Linked DNA regions of Mus musculus: region 2 is linked to region 1. A link is a contact called in public HiChIP or PLAC-seq data. All regions are on one chromosome and are shown on one strand. The core of a region is the stretch at or near the end of the contact, and the rest is flanking DNA. Distances in the headings are between cores, read along the strand shown.

What was found. HiChIP or PLAC-seq counts read pairs in DNA pulled down with a chosen protein or histone mark.
Region 2: a contact with region 1 is called in an HNF4G HiChIP or PLAC-seq map of pancreatic cancer cells. The contact joins two enhancer-like sites. A contact is called at or near these places in 2 of 484 Hi-C or Micro-C datasets (embryonic stem cells and gonadal supporting cells), 4 of 115 datasets of contacts at active chromatin or transcription factors (embryonic midbrain, embryonic stem cells and pancreatic cancer cells) and 2 of 9 other capture datasets (embryonic tail and embryonic trunk).

What each region holds. Positions count from the first base shown.
Region 1 is chr1:133,186,574-133,189,399 of GRCm38.p6, reverse strand. It overlaps a transcript of Plekha6 not described here. Among named protein-coding and RNA genes, the nearest start is that of Gm51648, 26 kb to the left of the region's middle. RefSeq lists an enhancer at 1-2,826. Within about 2 kb of position 1,264, at least 105 of the 459 cell types and tissues checked have an H3K27ac peak or open chromatin away from gene starts, as enhancers often do. A contact at or near this core is called in pancreatic cancer cells, where this site is marked.
Region 2 is chr1:133,491,660-133,494,732 of GRCm38.p6, reverse strand. No RefSeq gene overlaps it. Among named protein-coding and RNA genes, the nearest start is that of Sox13, 69 kb to the right of the region's middle. RefSeq lists an enhancer at 672-2,864. Within about 2 kb of position 1,607, at least 188 of the 459 cell types and tissues checked have an H3K27ac peak or open chromatin away from gene starts, as enhancers often do. A contact at or near this core is called in pancreatic cancer cells, where this site is marked.

The DNA.
Region 1 (2,826 bases), core at 15-2,514:
AGGCAGAGGCAGGTGGATTTCTGAGTTGGAGGCCAGACTGATCTACAGAGTGAGTTCCAGGACAGAGAAACCCTGTCTCGATAAAGAAAAAGAAGAAGAAAAGAAAAGGGAGAAGGAGAAGGAGACGAGGACGAGGAGGAGGAAGAGAAGGAGGAGTTACTATGGTCATGGTGTCTCTTCACAGCAATAGAAACCTAACAAAGACAATAGACAAAGAATAGACTGTGAACCTGAGCAATATACCTGTTGAGGTCCCAAGTTGGGGACATGCCTCTGTGACCGTAGCAGATAGAGTGACCGCTGACCCTTGGTTAACCTCACAGATAGGAGCCGCAAGGTCCGGACAGGCAATACTCGGTGTGGAACGTAAGAGAGAGCCTGGGGTTCCTTGCAGCCTCTCTGTGTTTCTCAAACTCCATGTGGTGACTCACCAGTGGGTGTGAAATCAAGAGAAGGGTCAAGGCTATATTTAGAAAACGGTGTGGGGAGCCTTCCTGGAATAGAGCAGGAAGCTGTGGCAAGTGAAGGTAGCATGCTTGTTATTAGAGAAGGATAAATCTCATATCGGCTTCTCAGCAACATCCCATTAGGCGGCACCTTTCAGACTTCCTTAACTGTGTTCAGAGTTCTCACCTGTGTGACTTGCTCTCTGTCCTCAGCAGATTGGAATGCTAAGCTCCTTAGGAGTTAGGAGTCACATCTCCCAAGTGCCAGCCCCGATCCCAGGCTCTACCACCAAACTAGGCTCAGACCAGGAAAGCAGGTGACAGTCTAGGAAGTATCCACCAATGAAAAAGATTAAGGTGGAAAAAGAGGGGACCCACCATGGACAGATGGTGGGGATTCCCATCAGCCCCTCCACTGCAGACTGAGTAGTTATGCGGACTCCCATCAGCCCCTCTGTTTTACAGATGAAGGGGTGGGGAAAGAAGAGCTAGGACTGAGACCTGTGTTTGTATGGCCCTTGCCAGGAAACTCATACACATGTGGGAACATACATGTGAGGGCAGAGACAACACAGCATCCTGTTTTTGCCTTTCTCAGGATTTTCCAATTCCCTAAAGGAAAAAGAAGGCTGGGCACACCCATCTTCCTCTTTGTCCCACCCTATATCCTTCTCCATCTCTTTTGAGGTTGATTTTTTTTTCTCCCTAGCTCAGTACCCCCTCCCCCAAATACCAGCCAACTGGTTACCCAGGCAACTCAGCTGGGAGGCTGCCAGTTACCGTGGCAACCCAGCATGGCCACCGGGCTGTCTTGCATAGGAAGGTCAGGGGACCAACCAGGCTACCAAGCAGCTGGGAGGTTGCTAACAGGACTGGCCCAGGCTGAGAGGCCTACATGCCTGAGGGAATTAAGTTCCTGCTGTCTGGGACCTCTGTTTCCCATGAAGCAGCCTCCTCCAGTAAGGAGCATGAACCACACGCTAACCTCCCTGGTTCTGTCACCCAAGCCTGATCCTGCCAGCCAAACTTTTTTTTTTTGGGGGTCTCTTCTAGTCCTGGTTGGCCTGGAGCTCACTATGTAGAACCCTGTCAGCCAACCTTTTAGGTTTTATTTGTGTGTGTGTGTGTGTGTGTGTGTGAGAGAGAGAGAGAGAGAGAGAGAGAGAGAGAGAGAGAGAGTGTGTGTGTGTGTGTGTGTGTGTGTGTGTGCTCGAGCGCACGCTCTCTTTCACACATGTCACAGTGTGCATGTATAACTTAGAAGGCAGGAGTCAGTTTTCTTTCTTCCACCACGTGGGTCCCAGGTATGGACCTGAGATTCCTAGCCTTGGGAGCAACCCCTTCACTTGCCAAGCCACCCACCACTTTTTTCACTGTCACTGTCACCTCTCACAAGAAACAGTTTCTCAGACTGAGTAGCCACCGGCTGCTGGTCAGCCTGATTCAGGATTCCCCTCTTCCCAACACGCGCAGAAGTCAGCGTATTCGCAATATAAGTGTCTCTACGTGTACTCTCTAGTTCTTGCTACGCTGGTCACACTCTGGGTGTTATTGGTAAAGTTACCTTGATGGAGTACAAGTGTGTTATCTCACTTTGCATATGGAGCCACCAAAACTTGGAGAAATCCAGGGACTTGCACAAGGTCACAAAGCTAAGGTATGGACAGACTGACATCCTGAAACCCCTTGAGTGGCTTACTCCACCCCTCTCCCACCCTGCCGCACCTGGCTTTGGCTACTAGACTTTTTAGACATTAAATGATTATTTGGAGGCTGATTCATCACTCACACTATGCTTCATCTTCACCTCTAGGAAGAGGTCTTTCGTGTTCTTGCAGGATAGCTTAGAACCGAGACCCAGAGGTGTTTTCTGTTTTGTGTTTTGGAGACAGCATCTTGGTATGTAGTCCAGGATGGCCTAGAACTTGAAACCCCCTGAGTGTTGGGATTAGAGGGATGCACTATCACACCAGACTCTAAAACCCAGAGATTTAAAGAAACTTCCCAGGGTACTGAAACTATTTGGGAAAATCTTTACCTGTGAGGATCACCTAACAGGAGTCTCTTTCTGAGCCACGCTATAGAACAGTGGTTCTCAAAGTGTGGGTTGTGATGCCTTTGGGGTCAACTAAGCCTTTCACAGGGTTCAATTGAGACCATTGGAAAACAAAGGTATTTATATTACAATTCGTAACAGTAGCAAAATTACAGTTATGAAGTAGCAACAAAAATAATTTTATGGCTGGGGATCAGCACAACATGAAACTGTATTAAAGAGTCAGAGCACTAGGAAGGCTGAGAGCTGGCTCAGTGGTTAGAGCACTGACTGCTCTTCCAAAGTCCTGAGTTCAAATCCCAGCAACCACATGGGTGGCTCACA
Region 2 (3,073 bases), core at 358-2,857, 300 kb before region 1:
TGCCTTCCCCACCACCTTTGAGACAAGGTTTCATGTAATCCAGGTTGGCTTTGAGATGGAGCCAAAAATGACCTTTAACTCCTAATGCTCCTCCTTCTACCTCCCAAGTGTTGGGATGATAGATGTGTGCTTCCAGGGTTTATTCGCTGCTGGGGACCGAGCCCAGAGCTTTGTGCACACTGGACTACTTTCCACCTCTGAGCCATGCTCCCCACCCCAGATGTTGCCTTACAACAGAGCTTCCGACCCGCTGTGGCCTCCACTACCAGCTCACTTCCCACTTCTCAACTTTGTTCTAGTTAGATGCTTTGATTTTCTTGGCCAGTGGCTATTTCCAGAGATCAAATCAGTAGCTGTAAAATGGATAAAACACTAAACATCAAAATCATTGACTATGTCAAACTTGAAATGCCATTGAAGACTTGGCAGGAGTGATTGTCAGTTAACTCAACTCTTCATTTCCTGGACTATGGAGTCCTAGCACTGGTCACCTGTAGTGAGCCCTATGGACAATGGGTCTGTCCCTGAGGAACTCCGGTTTCACTGATGTGTGGGCAGGGGACAAAGGGTATATGCCCAGTAGTTTCACACACAGGCCAGATTGGGCAGGGGGTGTCACACCCACATGTCTGAAGACACACACCATTTTGAGTTGTGGGGTGGGGAAGCTGATGAAGGGCCCAGAAATGGACTTAAGACCTCTGATGTGTCCCTGTATCCTTCCCATGTCCCCCTGCTTTAGGGTTTCCTGTATAAACTTTTGTATACGGCTCTCCTGGAAGTGCCAAGGGAGAGTCCAGCCACCATGCCCTCCCTGGTTCGACTGGGACTCTTACTGGCCACCAAGGTTACAACCCAGATTCCACTCCACCCCTGCCTTCAAAGTAGGCACGGGTACTTCGGGCTTCTTTTTTGCTGGAGTCTAAGAATCCTGCCAGTCATGGCTGGCGAAGTGAGGTAGGCACAGGACAAAGCAGGAATCAAAAGCAGTCTGGGATTTGAGAGGACCTGGCTGTCCTCTGGGCCTCTCCTAGTAGCTTCCCCTAACCCCAGACTGCACCCTCCCCTTCCTGTTCCCCTTCCTCCCCGAGCTCTGAGCAGCCAAGCTTAGCTTCCAGTCAGACTTTCCGGAAATCCCCTACCCAATTTCCATCTCCTGAAACAAAGACTCTCCAGAGGCTTTGCCCATTGTCCTTGGGACAGGAACAATGAAAGGGCGGAGTCGCCTCCGGCTGCGGGGCTGGCTCTAGTCCTGGCTGGTCTCCTGTTAAAGCATTGGCCAGAGCGCAGGGTCCCACACTTAGGGGCACAGCCTGCAGCCTTTCTTCTTCTAGCTGAACCTCTGAGTCTCAGGGCTGTAGCTGGACACCTGCCGTGCCTCCCGCAGGCTTAAAGTGGCCCCCGCTGCCTACTAAATCCCCTTCGTCCCAGGGGCTATTCTGCTCTTGCCCACCCCCAACTCAACGTCCAGTCCAGCTCCTCTGACCCTGGGGGGACCCGGCCCCTTCCCTACGGCTCGCCTTGCGGGGTCGGGTCACAGGAGGCCGGAGGATTCCAATGTGCAAATAAACACAAGTGGCTTTGATCAGGGCGACTGGCACAAGAAAAACGAGCGCCCTGGTCGCCAGAAAGGGGCGCTTGAAAGCGGGCTGAGGAAGAGCGCGGGGGAGCTCTATTCCTTTCGCTGCTCTGAAAACCTATTTTGTTTGAAAAAGAAAATAGGCGATCCTGGGAGAGGGCCCCCGCCAGGCATTTCAGACTTTCCCTGGAACCGAATATCCCATGAGTGGTTCTTTCTGTTCCCAGTAGGGGGTGGGCTGCCTGGACCCCACCCTCCCTGGAGGCCTCGCCTTTGGAACATCTCGGGTGCCCTAGGGAGAGACAGAGGCAGAAAGGAGCTGGGCTGGGGTGGGGTTGCAGGCTGGGAGGGGGCCGGGCCTATTGTCTCCCTGGGCACCAATCCACAGCCCCAGGCAGCTTAGAGAGGGCAGACAAAGGAGGGAATGGGAGGCACAAAGGGGCGCGGAATGAAACGGTAAGTAAAGGCAAACAAAAGTGAACCAGGGAGACAAAAGCTGGGAACAATATTCCCCAGGCAATAGGCTCTGGGAACAATAGGGACACTGACAGCCCCACAAAGACACCAGTGTCTCCAAGTAGACGTTATCTCAGGCAGTGGTTGGCAGCCCCGCTCTGGCTGCAGCTATTTTCAGTGCCGCTTTTGTGCCATGCTGAACAATATTCCTTGCATGGCTGCTGATAGAAAGATGAGAAGGTTTCTGTTTGATTCTCTCCTTCCTTCCCTCCTCCTCCCCCAGTTCCAGCCCTACCAGCTCCAAGGCACTGCAAGCCCAAGGCACTGGCCCCATCGGGGCTGTGTGCTTTGTGTGTGTGTGTGTGTGTGTGTGTGTGCTGGAGAAGACCCAGGCAGCAAGCCAAGAGGGTCTCTTGCAGCACTTCCGCCTGCCCTCCGACTGCCCAGGGCCACGGAGAGTGGAAGACAATGGAGAGTGGGAGATTAGGGCTGGGCAAGTAGAACTTGGGAAACCCAATTACCTAAAGTAGTGAACCCTTAAAGAGACCCACTTGGCATTCTTGGCCTCACTGTTGCTGGCTCTTCAGCAGAAAGGGGTCCCACCCTGCCACTCTGCTGCCTCCTCCTGTCGGTGATCCCCACCCACAGCTTCCTTCCCTTCTGTCCCTTAGCCTTGTGAGCTCCCAACCTCTCTTCCCAGCTACACCATAGCAAACCTAAGGGGTCAGCAAAGTCAACTCTAGTCTTAGGAAAGCATGGTTGTAGGATACTGGCCCCTCCTAGACCAGCCAGACTTTGCTCAAGACTGCCCAAGTCACATCCCACTGTGTTAGCCTCTCTGTGGTCAGAAACTCTGACCTGGAATTCTGACCCAGGCGCTCCTTTCTCATGGCTACTCTGCCAATGAAGAGAGTGACACAAGTCTCTTGGGATTCATTATGTATGGCTTCACTGTGGGCTTTAATGCAGCCTCACGTTACCTAACTGCTATGGATATTGTCATATTCAGGTCATTTTCTATGTGGCTCAACCCCTTTG